Regions from separate parts of the Mus musculus genome. Here region 2 is linked to region 1. A link is a contact called in public Hi-C data. All regions are on one chromosome and are shown on one strand. Each heading gives the region's core, a stretch centred on a gene start, on an enhancer-like site or on the middle of the called end of the contact. The rest is flanking DNA. Distances are from core to core; before and after follow the strand shown. Region 1 overlaps Map2k5 (mitogen-activated protein kinase kinase 5). Region 2 overlaps Aagab (alpha- and gamma-adaptin binding protein).

Region 1 (6,675 bases), core at 3,579-6,078:
CAGACTCATGGGCAGCTACCTTTCTTAATACAGTCCAGGATAGTATACCCAGGGCTGGCACTATAGACATCAATCAGAAGTCAAAACCTGACAGTCTAATGGAGACAGGTGATTCCTCAACTGAGACTCCTTCTTCCCAAGAGTCTCTAGTCCGTATTAAAATATTATAAAATATAACCTGAACAAATATGTATTTCATCACATGGGGGCATCTACATCTGTAGTGAGGTAGTCAGGTACCAAACAAGACAATCGAAAAGAGCCCAAAAGATCTGAGTCACAGCACCGAGAAGGGGGATGGACTACCATTTTGAAATTCTCAATGTGGCCTGGAGAGACTACATTCAATGCATATTAAGCCACATGGGTTAGTTATGCCAGGGATGAAGTGATCACAGCATGTCATAGCTGTGTCTTTATAGCATTAAACTAAACCAGTGGTCCTCAGCCTTCCTAATGCTACGACCCTCTAATATAGTCCTTCATGTTGTAGTGATCCCCAACCATAAAATTATTTTCATTGCTACATCATAACTGTAATTTTACCACTGTTGTGAATCATAACATAACTAAGACAGCCCTTGTAAAAGGGTTGTTTAGACCACCAAACGGGTTGTGAGCTACAGGTTGAGCACCACCGCACAAAACCCCTCAAACTCCCTTTACACACCCACTAGAACTTGACGTTATATGCCTTTCCCAAGAAACAAACTGTAATTTAAGTCACCTTCTCACTCGCAGTATACTAAATGCTTAGCTGCTGTATAGCTCTCAGGCTTCTTAAGAGCCCATACAACGGGAGGAGAAAAACCTAACTGTGGAACTGCTGGGAGGGACAGGAAGGAGAGCTGAGGTCTCAGAATGGCTGCCACCACCAGGGGGTTTAGCACAGGAACAGCCTTGCTGACAAGACTGCCTGGACAGTGACAGGGAACTGAACTGAGAAGAGTTCCTGTGGAGAGAAGGAAACTGTTTAGTATAAAGAAAAGCCCTCCAGCCTGGTGACTAGATTCTCTGGGATTGCCATAACAGAGCTCAGAAGCAATGGATAGAGATTTTCAGCTGGTAAAACACTATTCTTTGTGAAGGAAATAATTTTTAAGTTTGCTCCAACTCTAAAGTCACAGAGAAAACAAGGAAATAATCTGGGTCACTGTCAGGAGACAGCTACAAAAGCACGGCAGCCTCTCTGTTTGCCTGTTCAGTCAAGCGCCACAGAACGCGATTAATCATACCTTTCTTTTGAATGACCACTGATCTTAAGTAGCACAGTTTTATCCTTTTACTTTGCCCTCCATTAAGTTCTTACTAATAATGAAATAATCCCCCTGGTTCTACTGCCCACGCAAATGCCCAAAGAAGTAGATTGCACTTGAACCCGGATCTCCTCCCTAGCTGGCCAAGCCAACTGCCTTTGAGACCATCCCTACAATAGAGCCCAGTGGTTAATTGAGCCATTCAAACTTCTGAGTTACAGGTAATGAAAGTCTAGAATGTTTAATTGGAAAACTCATACCATGATTATCTGTACAGTATTAGTTAACGAAGTGAGTTTAACTTTTAATTATTTCAATTAAGCTATTTCTAGAAGAGTTACTTAGAGGATTTCCTGGTCTGTTCAATTAGTTAGAAAACATGGATTTCAAGTGGGGCAAAAATAATGGTTAAAAACTTACTTTGGTATAACTAAGTCACTCTTCACTACTGTTCAAATTTTGAGAGGATATTTACACAAGGAACAATCACAGCCCGTACAGGGCTGGTACTGCCCACCCTAAAGGAGGGATTCACTTAGTCTCGCCCTCATGTAAATCAACTGCCACTGAAGAAGAGGGCCCCATTAGTTTTTAAAAACCTCCCCCATCCCAAGACAAATATCAAGCTCTGCCCAAAGCCCTGTCCCTGAGCCCCATTTCTCACAGCCTCCACACAAGCTAACAGCTCTCATCTCAACAGCAGCCTTCACCATCATTATGAGCCACAAGTCATAAGTCCAGAACTAAAGCCAGCCATCTGCCTTGCTTTAGAATCATGGGGACTCCCAAAGAGTTCTTTAAGCGAATGTAAGTATGCACTTCAAAAAAAAAAAACAATCTAGTTAGTTTAATTTACTCTAGTAGATTAGATATTTTATCTGCTATAACTATAATGTAGCTTGCAATCCCCCATGATAATGAATACTTCTTTTGTTTTTTTCAGATTATGAGCTAAACATCATGCTATGTGCATTTAAACCTTTGGAAAGCATAGCTGGTGATCAAACAGTTTGCTGAAATAATCACTGTTGATTAGAATTTGTTCAACATTACCTCTTGGAAATATCTGCAGCGGCTCTATTAGCTGGCCATTTACTTGCTGTTCCATTACTGTGGAATAATACTGCAAAGAGATAATAGAAAGAGATTACTCAGTAATGTATGGACACTGGGACAGACACTTACGGGCTGTTTAATTCATGGTACTCTTGTAAATGGCTGGTATGCACACATCAGCCTTGAGTACACAGTGTCTCTAGTTGCACATCAAAATTGCTACAGTGAATGTATTCAAGATTTGGAAGTCTAGTAGGGGGTTATCGTCCATACCACCATTTATCTTTAAGACTAACAGTATTAACTAAGACCCCATGTTAGTATTTAACATACTTTAAAATGATATATATTTTAAATCATAAAAAAGCATTTTATAGAAATTACTCAAATTGCTTCTTGTGCTTTTCCTCTGAAATTTGTAAAGCAAAATGAATAGGCTCAATATTTGGCTTGAATTCACATGTCAGTCAATCAAACACACACATTTGTGTATAAAGCACAGAGCTAATAGGACTGAAGTTGAAGAGACTGCTGGGCCCAGTGAACAACATAGTACTCAACCAAGGACAGCAGAACTCCCATGTAAAAGCAGTCTCCTAACAAGTCTCCTTCTGATTCGTAATTTGGCTTTAGGCACACTTTAAGATGGATCAAAGCTTACTGTAAAATTCTAGGCACATAAAGCATAAGGTCTTGAGTAAAACAACAGCTCACTGTCCCTCATAAAATAAGCCCAAAATACTAAGCACACTGTTTCCTGGAACACTGCCTGCTCCACCTATCTGCCTATATGTGGAGATGGCTTCTGTACCTTTTTATACTTCTTTAAGCTGAACAAACAAGAAAATAATGTTCATGAAGAAAAATACCTACAATGAAAACCACTGACTAGGCTTAAAATTGTTTTTTTATTTATTTATGTGTATGGGTATTTATGTGTATGCCTGCATATATCCACCACTAGCATGCCTGGTACCTGCAGAGACCAGAAAAAGATCTGGAATTACAGATGGTTGTGAGCCACTGTGTGGGTGCTGGGAATCAAACCCCAGTTCCCTGGAAAGGCAGTCAGTGTTCTTAACCACTGAGCCATCTCTCCCGCCCTGACTTTGTGCTTTAAGGGCTTATCAAAAGCAGGACACTCTCTCCCCATTTCTCATTTTTGCTGTTTTTATATTTAAATATGCACATACCACTTAACTACGACATTTTCAGGAAATTCCTGAAATTTGATTTTTACTAACATTCTAAAAAACCCTTCTATCTTGGGGCTGGAGAACTGACTTTGCGGTTAAGAGCACTGACTGCTTTTCCAAAGGATGCTCTTCAAGATGACTCTGTTCAATTCCCAGCACCCGCATGGCAGCTAACAACCATCTGTAATTCTACTTCCAGGGGACCTGACAAAATAGCAATGAACATAAAATAAAAATAAATTTTAAAAACTGGAATCTTTTTATTGGTGTTATATACATTAAGGTTATTTTAGAATCAATCTTTTTCCTCCAAAATATGCAAAGGTCTGAATATTCTGCATCACTGTGAAGATCAGAAGCTGAGAAAGCCAAGGCCTTCTGTTCTGCACTGCAAACAAGGAAGGTGAAGGTGACCGTGGTGGCAGGGGCAGGAGGGACAGCTGGCTGATGACCAAGATGCACACAGCCCTCCTGCAATGGCTTTCAAACTGTAAAGGAAGGCAATTCTCTCTTTCTAAGGACCTAAAAACTTAAATACGCACAGCGGAAAAATGTGCAAATCATGTTGGAATACACTAGGGCCACAGAGGCTGCTCCCGAAAAGCAAGGAAGTACAGTGCACTTGCCATTACTCACACGGTGACGACAGGTAAGTGAAATATCAATCATGTCGGCTGTCAACCTTTCGGGACAGCAATAACTGTTAACAAGTAGTCTGGAAAAATTGTCCGAAAATGACTTGTCCTCGGCAGGCACACAAGTACTTGAGGTTTCTGCGGAAAATTAAGATGCCAGTGGCTATTTGGAACATTGCTCAGGTATTCTTTTTAATGGGAAATTTGCCGGTTATTGATCCACAGCATGTACCCTTGCTTCTGGAAGGCTGCAAGCAACTTTCCAATCAGTGGCTGTCAAAGAAATCCCTGCCTTTTTATACTGATACAAGACAGCACTGTGGCCATGCCCATAGTTACTGCTTTTCTTTAATTAACTGCTATGTACAGTAGGTTTCTACTTTGCTATGGTCCTAGAAATCAGGAAAAAAATATCCTTATGCTTTATCTAACAAACTAATTATAGAATTGTCTGAAACGGGTGCTCGGGGTCAAGTCTGAGAACAAATAACCTCGAGTGTGAGGGTCAGGACAGGTGCAGTGCCTTTCCCCTACTATAAAACCTTGCATGCATGAAATTGACCTGTTTTCCAGCTTTATTTATTTACCCCCCAAAATAAATAAAAAAGGCTTTCACTTTCATCTTAGCACTGTGCCAAATCAACTGGAAAACTGCATATATGTTTGTAACCACTGTGAAAAATTTAGGCAGTGTATACCCAGCTCTCCGTACTATGATTAACAGAGTCCCTCTGCAGTGATACACACTGTGCTGATTAAGACTTTTCTCTCAAACAGTTAATTCGGCTTTACTTTTACTTTCTTACAGCTCTCTCAAACTCAAGTGCCTTTCCCCTGCTGACATATTAGGCTAGAGATGGACAAACACACAGAACTGGGTAGCAACCAAGCCCATGGTGTGAACCCACTGTGAGCTTGTGGGCCGCTGCTGCCTATGTAGCACTCCCTACAGGCAAGGGAAAAACGCGGGGCATGTGCAGGACATTGGCACAGAGCACTCTCACCAGGCTACGAGGCTGCCAAGCTGCTAGGTCTGTTGCTGCCCAGATGAATGATAAAGGCGCTCGAGGCCTGGAGGGCCCATCCCTGGGAACCTCACACTGGCTGTCTCCTGACCCATGGCACCAGTGGGGTAATGCTGCCTTGCCTTGCTGTATCTCACTCTGCTGGGATGTAAGATGGATTCCAGCCAGAGGAGTGCTGTAAGCCTCACAGAGAAATAGCAAAGATCACAACTAAACCACTGGTTTTAATGAAGTCTGGCCCTCTGTCTTTGCATCCTTCTCATTTATTCTCTCCCATTTTGTTCTAAATAGTAATAAAATCATCAGTGATGGCAGAGACAAGACTCTGGCTTGACCAAAACAAAAGAAAAAAAGCAAGTCCTAACAGAGAAGCCTAGACCTCAGACACCAAGACAGCTAACATGAGTTGAACAGAAAAGTCACAATGTGGTCATCTACCACATGTTAGCTATTTTTACTTCAACATACGATCTACACACAGTAGGTGTTTGTGAAGTGTGTACTGACTAAAATGGGGCTGGACCCTGATTCTACCAATCACTACTGTGCACAGCCCTCAGAAAGTCACCCAATCTCCTCAGGCATCGTGGCTTCCAAAGGAGAGTGAGAATGTTTGCCTTATCACCCAGGTTACTGTGAAATCCCAGGCTAAACAGCAGCAGCAGCAGCAGCAGCAGCATGAGTGAAGGACTTCATACGCTCAAATCCACACAGCCCATCACCTCCCAAGGCTCAGCAATCAGCAACACTTAGCCTGGCACTTCCTACCTTAGGTGCACTCTCGCATGTAAAGCGCAGATTACATACAGAAACTATAGAACAGGTGCCTAAACGAATCCCACAGGCAGCAGTTAGTGCGCTTGCTTCAGCTGTCCCTCCCATAATCCATTACAAGCAGTAATTGCAGCAATAATCAATATGCTAACCAGGTAAAAGATTAATCAGTTTTACGATAGCTAATGGAATCTCTAGCACCAGGCTTGGATCGGTTTCAGAGTCTCTCTGAGATGTTCTTTAAAACCCTTAACAGTTTTAATAAGAATGTGGCAGAGTTTAGTGTAGTTATCCAAAAATATAATTAATCTCCAAAGGAAGGCCAGATTCAGCAAAGGACAACAAGTACAATTGCTTCCTTTGTTTGCAAGTTTATCAAGCAGTGTCCCTATTTGTTATGAACCCAATTCTAATTATAACAGCATAATTCAATCAATAACTCAAATTTTAATGGAAATCTATGATATTAAAAAAGAAAATCAACAACCTGAGTTCAAAACAACACAGTTTAATATTACAAGCCTTAGATTCTCTATGAAGGGGGACAACCCTCAGCCCCACAAATGCCTGTACATGTTGGACTCAATACTGAATACCTCATACATTTTTCTAATTTCCCATACATCTACCCTAATCAACTGCTTAATAGGTGAGACAAATGGCTTACCAATAAGCATAGGTTATTAGTGAACAATAAAAAAAAAAGTTTTATTCTAGTTCAATGCTTAAAACA
Region 2 (6,811 bases), core at 2,376-4,875, 270 kb after region 1:
TAAGTAAGTTAACTTTACTCCAGAAATATTTTCTGATTATATTTACATGGGCCATCCATCATAAATACCTCGAGCATTGCCCCAGTCACCTACATTGTTAGCAGAATGAGAGCATTATTTCATGGAATAGGTTTTAGTCAGTCTTCTCACTAAAAATACTCAAGGATTCTTTTCAGGCATCTAGAATTAATTGTCAAGTGTTTTTTTTTTTTTTTTTTTTTTTATGGCTAGTATTCAAAGAAGCATGCAACAGAGTGAGCAGACATAACAAGGGAAGACCTTTGTACCTGGAGTGAGGGGTTCTGCAAGAAAGAACACCGGCTCAGTCTTGGAGGATTTTTATTCTGTTCATGAGTAGAGCTGGATCCCTCTTTCAGGGCTCCTGTCCTCTAGGCCAGGGGTTCTCAGCATCCACCCTGTTGCCATACTGGGCGAGGCCACTCTGTCTTTTTGGGCTGTGCTGTTGGGCAAGCATTCTTGGCCTCTGTGCACTAGATGCCAGTGCCATTTCCTGACTTGTGACAACCAACACAGAAAGTCTCCAGGTGTCCACACCAGTCAGTGGTACAGGATCATGTCCCCGTGGAGAGTCACTGCTGTGGTTGTAATTAGAGCTAATTTTGAATGTATAAAGAGTGACGAGAAGCTAGAAAAGGGATTCGCCTCTAAAAGCACGGGCTGCCTTGCTGAGGACCTAGGCTTGGTTCCCAGCCCTGGCCATCAGGCAGGTCATAAGCATTTCACAACTGCCTGTAACTCCAGTTTCAGGGGATCTAACGCCACCTTCTGGCCTCCAAGGGCACAGCACACATATGGTGCACAAAGAGGTGAGCAGGCACATGTATATACCCATGAATAAAAATAAAGGTGTTTTAAGAGGATGGGATTCAGAGATGTTTCCTTTTTCTGTAAAATCTGGGTAGGGGCTGTCTGTGAATCGTCTAATAGTCTTTGTACATTGCATGCAAATTTTAAGGCTGATGGATCCTGCTTCATTCTCATAAAACGTATTGCCATATTATCTCCACTTCCTGTCAGCTTCTTTATATTTTTTCATGTTTGTGCCATTGCATTGTGAGGTCTTTTAAAGGCAAACAGAGACCACATGTGCACATATGCCCAAGCATTAACACACACACACACACACACACATACAATTATTTTAAGATGAGGCCATGGTGACCAATTCCAGATGACTACTGGGAGAAAGTAAACTGGAAGAAAAGGGGGAGGGTTGAGTTGGATTTCCTCTGCTTCAAGTTTTAAAACTTTCCGCTGTGATATAAAAAGCCTACGAGCATGTGAAAACATGGGTTTCTAGTGGCCAGCAGAGAACAGGGGCGGCCAGGAGGCAGGAAGCCTTAGAAGGGAAGCGGGGTCTCTGCTGCTGTTCAGCAGTGGCCTGCAGCTGTGCCACCCTGCTGTGCTCGAAGTCCAGGCCTCCCTCAGCGGCTCCACACTGCCCCCAAAACAAAGGCGACCCGTGCCTGTGTGGGAGGCTGCATGATGGCTACTCAGGGAACTCCAGATGGGAATTTGCTGACATTTATTTGTCAGAGTGGCGTCACTGCCCTGGCATTCTGGTTTCAGCAGCTCGGGTCCTTGGCACACAGCACTGAGATCTTGTGGTGTGTGTGTGGTTTTCTTTCTCGGTTGAAGCGTCTGACAGCATGCAACCCCCAGAAGACATTCTCCCTCGCAGAGTTTTGGCCCAGTGGTTGTGCCAGTTGCAACAACAGAGGCACGGTGAGGTTTCTGAGGCCATTTTACCTGCTGGCTAATGGACACCCCGGGTCTCACGCTTTTCCCAACCACATCTCCCTGGGTTCTCCTCTTTCATATGGCTATCTTCCCCTTCGGCTGACATCAGACTCCCCTGCCTCCTGTAATTTTCCTAATTGCTTTCTCTTCTGCCTCCACAATGGAAAAGAAAGCTTTTGAGACGTCATATTTTACAAGGTGGTCAGGCTAGATGAGAAGCCGTCCCTGCGCAGCCTGACGGAGACTTTCCTCATAAGAGCTGCGTGTGGCTCCAACCGCAAAGTCAGGAGGAGCACAGAGAAAGCTGAGTTGGGACTTGGGGAATGGACATTTGTTAAAAATTAAATTTTATTTTTATGTGTATGGTGTTCTACATCTATGCACCACATTTGTGCCTGGTGCCTATGGAGACCAAAAGAGAGCATCAGACCTCATGGAACTGACGTTACACGTAATTGTGAGCCATCGTGTGAGTGTTAGGAATTGTCCTTTCGAACAATTAACAGGTTATCTTAACCACTAAGCCATCACTCTACGCCATGGGAATGAACATCCATCTCGAGCCTCCCCTGTGTTCCATCCCTGCACCTTCTTACACATTTCAGTCTTGAAGCCACAACAGGAGTTTTGTCTCTATTTGAGGTGCACTCTGGCCAGCCTCTGGATAGCCCTCACGTGCAGGGCTGTAGTGGCTCATTTCCAGTGGTCTCCTCTGCTTGCTTGGTGCTGGCTGCACAAAGGGAAGGAAGAGGCACCTTGGGGTCAGCTGGAAAGAGGAACCCGTGACCAACTGTTGTAGCCTGAGTGGGAGACACTGATGCCTGCCGGGAAGGCAGTTTCAGTTTGTAGGATAAAAACTGAGTTAAGGATGTGGCTCAGTTGGTAAAGTCCTTCTCTAGCTTGACTAGGCCCTGGGTTCCACCCCTAGCACCTCACAACGCTGATGTATGCCACATCCTGTAATCCCAGCACCTAGGAGGTGGAGGCAGGAGGATCAGACACTCAGGAAACTACATTCTCAGAACAGTGCTGGTCTCTGGAAGGATTGTCCTGATTTGCCTTGGCAAGTGTCACCTCTCTAAAGCCATGGAAAGTACGATCTGGCCATGAAATCTGTTGGTGTTAAGTAAGTGCTCTTACCACTACCACTACAGACACATGGGTAATGCCAGGTACAGCAGCACTCTGTTACCATTGGAACGCTGCTGCTGCTACTGTTGTTTTGGGCTGAAATGTCTAAGTAAAAGGAGGTCAGGTGTTTTCGTGTACGTGAGTGTGTGTGTGTGTAAACGGTTTGTGTGGTGTTTAGAGAATGCTTCCTAATGAGTGCCAAGAGGCTCACTCACCTCTCACTGATTCTGAAGTGCACCTTGCTACCTCCTCTTTCCTCTGATGGCTTGCCAGATTGGCCTGCTGTCCTAGGTGAGGGCACAAAGCCCATGCAGAAGATAGATGACAAATGTTGGGTCACTCCACTGACTGTCGTGCGTGCAACCTCTGTCACATAGCTTTAATCTTTCTTTTAAACACCAGTGGGGCTGTAGGGGAAATAAGCTCTCAAAGTGAGAAAATAAGTGGGGGTGAGGGGTAGCTGGAGACTCCCTGGCTGCAGAAGAACCGGTTCTCAAGTAGGGACTGCTGTTTGTACTTACGCTTCTAACTGGGTGGGGGTGAGGGTGGGAGGTGGATTTGCTGCGGGACCTAGAGTGACATGTTAACTTTTTACACTACAATGAACTATTTTAAGGTGTGAATCCAAGTGTGTAATAACAGACCTAGTAATCAATCACCTACTGTTTGTCTCTTAAAAAGTTAGGTATTACAGCTCCACCAGGCGGCTGCCAGCAGAGTGGATAAGAGCTGGAGGGCTGGAAGGCAGAGCTGCTCTGGGAATTTCTTTGTACACAGAAGAGCTGAGGGCGTCCACATTCAGGATAATGACAGGCAAAGAAGGGGGAGTGTTTCGGGCCGTGCAAGCATAAGCAGGCTCTCATACCACAGCACTCCTCAAATGCCGTGAGCAATTTGTGAATGGTTTCACTGTCCTGCTGGTTCAAGGGGTGGCGGTGGTCCCCTCGTTCTGCTGTTCCTGTTCAGTCCTGGGGAGACAGTGGCTCTTTAAGTCCAAGGGTGTGCTTTGGCTTGTGGTTATACCCCAGGGTGGTGAGACTGAGCCCAGGTCACAGTGCCAGCATCTCAGGGAAGCAGGAAAAGATGCACTAAGCTGGCTTTAGCTGGCTTTAGCTTTAGGCTCTGCTCCACACGTGGTCTCCCTTCTCTACACTGTATTGACAGTAGGAACTGGAATAAGGCAGTCTTCATCCTTCTCCTACTTCTTACTTGGCACAGATATGATAGCAAAGTTCATACCCAGCCTCACTGAGCAATCTTATTAGATAACACATGCCAAGCCAGAAATGTGCTGCTGAGTAGACTGGGCTCTGCAGTTGTTTGAGGAAGTTCAAAGAGTAAAACAAAACAGAACCCAGGCAGCTACTAAATCACCAGAAACTAAAATTCAGTTTGGTTTTTGGTTCTATTCCCATCTGAGTGTAACACAAAAAGAAATAAATATGCCACCCCATCTCCCGTTTGTTTTTGTTTATTTACTTATCTTAAAAAGCTTTATTAACATACAATCTGTGCAGCATACAGTTTGCCCAACTAAAGTGTACCATCCGGTGCTTCTTAGTGTGTGCAACCCCTTAGCAGATCCAGATGTTCACGGTTGCAGTTAGCATGTACTTGCAATTTAATTGATTGTATTTTGTCATTGAAGACACCGATTTGGAAAAACCATAACCCCAAATTGATTCCAGCTTTTAAGTACAGGACTCAGGAAATAGCAGCAAGCCATGGGGCTTAGTCCATTTGGTTTCTTCTTCGCCTCTTAAAAATACTGCTGTTAGTTTTCCTTCCTCTTTAAAAAACAGCCAGTTCGTTATTTTAAATTAGCCAAGAATGAGGGCTCATTTCATGTTGGCTCCTCCTACCCTTCCCAAGCCCGTCTGTGTTTTGTGACCTCACCTGGCTTGGGCTGCCTTCCTCCCAGTGCTACGGACAAGATGGGGTCTGTGCTGGCTGGGTGATTCAAGGCTACTGTTAGCTTGGAGCATTAGTTCAGACTGTGAGGTGGACTTTGGTCTAGGAATTGGTTTTATTGTTTGCTTATTTTCTCTGTGAGAAATTGATGTGAAGACAAAGCCTTAGATTTTAATAGCTCCTCTGTCCTGCTGCGCGCCCACCTGGGCTGTCATGGTGTGAGGAACATTGTATGTAGCTGGCTGCTATGGAGTTAGCACTAAATAAAGCGTTGTAACTGAAAGTGGAAGTGAGGCAGGATTGCCAATTTGTTAAAGAGGTCAAAGGTCAGTTTCAGACATGGGCACAGATCTGTTCCTTTAAGAGAAATGACTGACGCTTGGGCAAAAATGTAAGGCAGGGGTTGGAGAGATGGCTCAGTATGTAAAGTTCTTGCTGGACATACAAGGATTTCAAAGACCAGCACCCACTGCTGGGTGTGGCCACACAAGAGGGAGGCATGGCTTTAGGCATGGTTGCAGGTGCACTCATAACCTCAGGAGAGTCACAGGGGCCTCCTGGACACCAGCATAGCCAGCTGAAGGTTTGATGAGAGACGCTGTCTCAAGGGAATAAGGTGGAGAGCGGTAGGTGTCCTCTCCAGCCTCTGTGTGTATATACAGTGTGCAAGCTGCACACCCTAGTGCACATAGAACACACTCATTCTTCACCTCTGAATAAGGTGAAGGTGGTGGGGATGGTGTGGGGTAGGGGAGCTTGGCTGGGAACCTTTTCAGTCACCTCTCCCGGTTGTAAATGTGTGGTGCAGGGACCAGCGTGTTCCTACGGCTCTGTGACCATAGTTCTGTGTGTTCTGTGACCATAGTTCTGTGTGTTGTAAATGTGTGGTGCAGGGACCAGCATGTTCCTACGGCTCTGTGGCCATAGTTCTGTGTGTTCTGTGACCATAGTTCTGTGTGTTGTAAATGTGTGGTACAGGGACCAGCATGTTCCTACGGCTCTGTGGCCATAGTTCTGTGTGTTCTGTGACCATAGTTCTGTGTGTTGTAAATGTGTGGTGCAGGGACCAGCGTGTTCCTACGGCTCTGTGGCCATAGTTCTGTGTGTTCTGTGACCATAGTTCTGTGTGTTGTAAATGTGTGGTGCAGGGACCAGCATGTTCCTATGGCTCTGTGACCATAGTTCTGTGTGTTCTGTGACCATAGTTCTGTGTGTTGTAAATGTGTGGTGCAGGGACCAGCATGTTCCTATGGCTCTGTGGCCATAGTTCTGTGTGTTCTGTGGCCATAGTTCTGTGTGTTGTAAATGTGTGGTGCAGGGACCAGCATGTTCCTATGTCTCTGTGGCCATAGTTCTGTGTGTTCTGTGACCATAGTTCTGTGTGTTGTAAATGTGTGGTGCAGGGACCAGCGTGTTCCTACGGCTCTGTGACCACAGTTCTGTGTGTTCGCCCATCAGTGATTCATGTTCTGCAGTGAAATTTTCCTACCTGCACAGCACATAAATTTTTGAAAGATTTAGTTATAATGGAAAACATTTAATTTGCTTTGATACGTTTTTAAATTTGCCAGTGGTGTCTCTGTCAAATAAGGATTTGGGTGGTTTTCAAAGACCGAACAAGAATGGATATAAATAGAATTGGGGCCATTTATCAGTATCTATTATTTTGTTTCATTAACTGAATTAATGTCTAAGCATTTAGCCCAAGGAATATATGCAGCTCTATTTTATTAATGACTTAGCCTTAATCCGCTCATCCTCTTAGCGTGCAGTAAGTGCAAAGTGGTTAGGAATTTCTGCAGTCATCTACTTCCCATGGAGGACTTACATAATAAAATTAATATACCCTCATTCTTTCTTTTCTCTTTGCTCTTTCCTGGGTATTTATCAAGGTAGCTTCCACTCCCCTCCCACCCCCACTACTGTCTAATCTAGAGCTAATGAATTTTGTGTAGCCCAGTGTTAACAGCACTTGACAAGTACTGGAAGGGCCTGCAGAATTGCAAAA

Evidence for each region. Hi-C and Micro-C count contacts between places; a contact is called where the count stands out from the background.
Region 2: a Hi-C map of liver shows a contact between it and region 1, with 3 times the contacts expected there. The contact joins two enhancer-like sites. A contact is called at or near these places in 2 of 39 promoter capture datasets (the 3T3-L1 cell line and hippocampal neurons), 4 of 484 Hi-C or Micro-C datasets (embryonic stem cells, epidermal suprabasal cells, liver and 1 more), 1 of 115 datasets of contacts at active chromatin or transcription factors (bone marrow-derived macrophages) and 1 of 9 other capture datasets (macrophages).

Annotation. Positions count from the first base shown.
Region 1 is chr9:63,341,078-63,347,752 of GRCm38.p6, forward strand. Map2k5 (mitogen-activated protein kinase kinase 5) reads right to left here. Exons shown (of 22, transcript NM_011840.3): 4 at 2,310-2,379. Among named protein-coding and RNA genes, the nearest start is that of Map2k5, 33 kb to the right of the region's middle. Within about 2 kb of position 4,829, at least 16 of the 459 cell types and tissues checked have an H3K27ac peak or open chromatin away from gene starts, as enhancers often do. A contact at or near this core is called in liver, where this site is marked.
Region 2 is chr9:63,609,651-63,616,461 of GRCm38.p6, forward strand. The region is part of intron 1 of Aagab (alpha- and gamma-adaptin binding protein); the gene reads left to right. Among named protein-coding and RNA genes, the nearest start is that of Aagab, 10 kb to the left of the region's middle. Within about 2 kb of position 3,626, at least 138 of the 459 cell types and tissues checked have an H3K27ac peak or open chromatin away from gene starts, as enhancers often do. A contact at or near this core is called in liver, where this site is marked.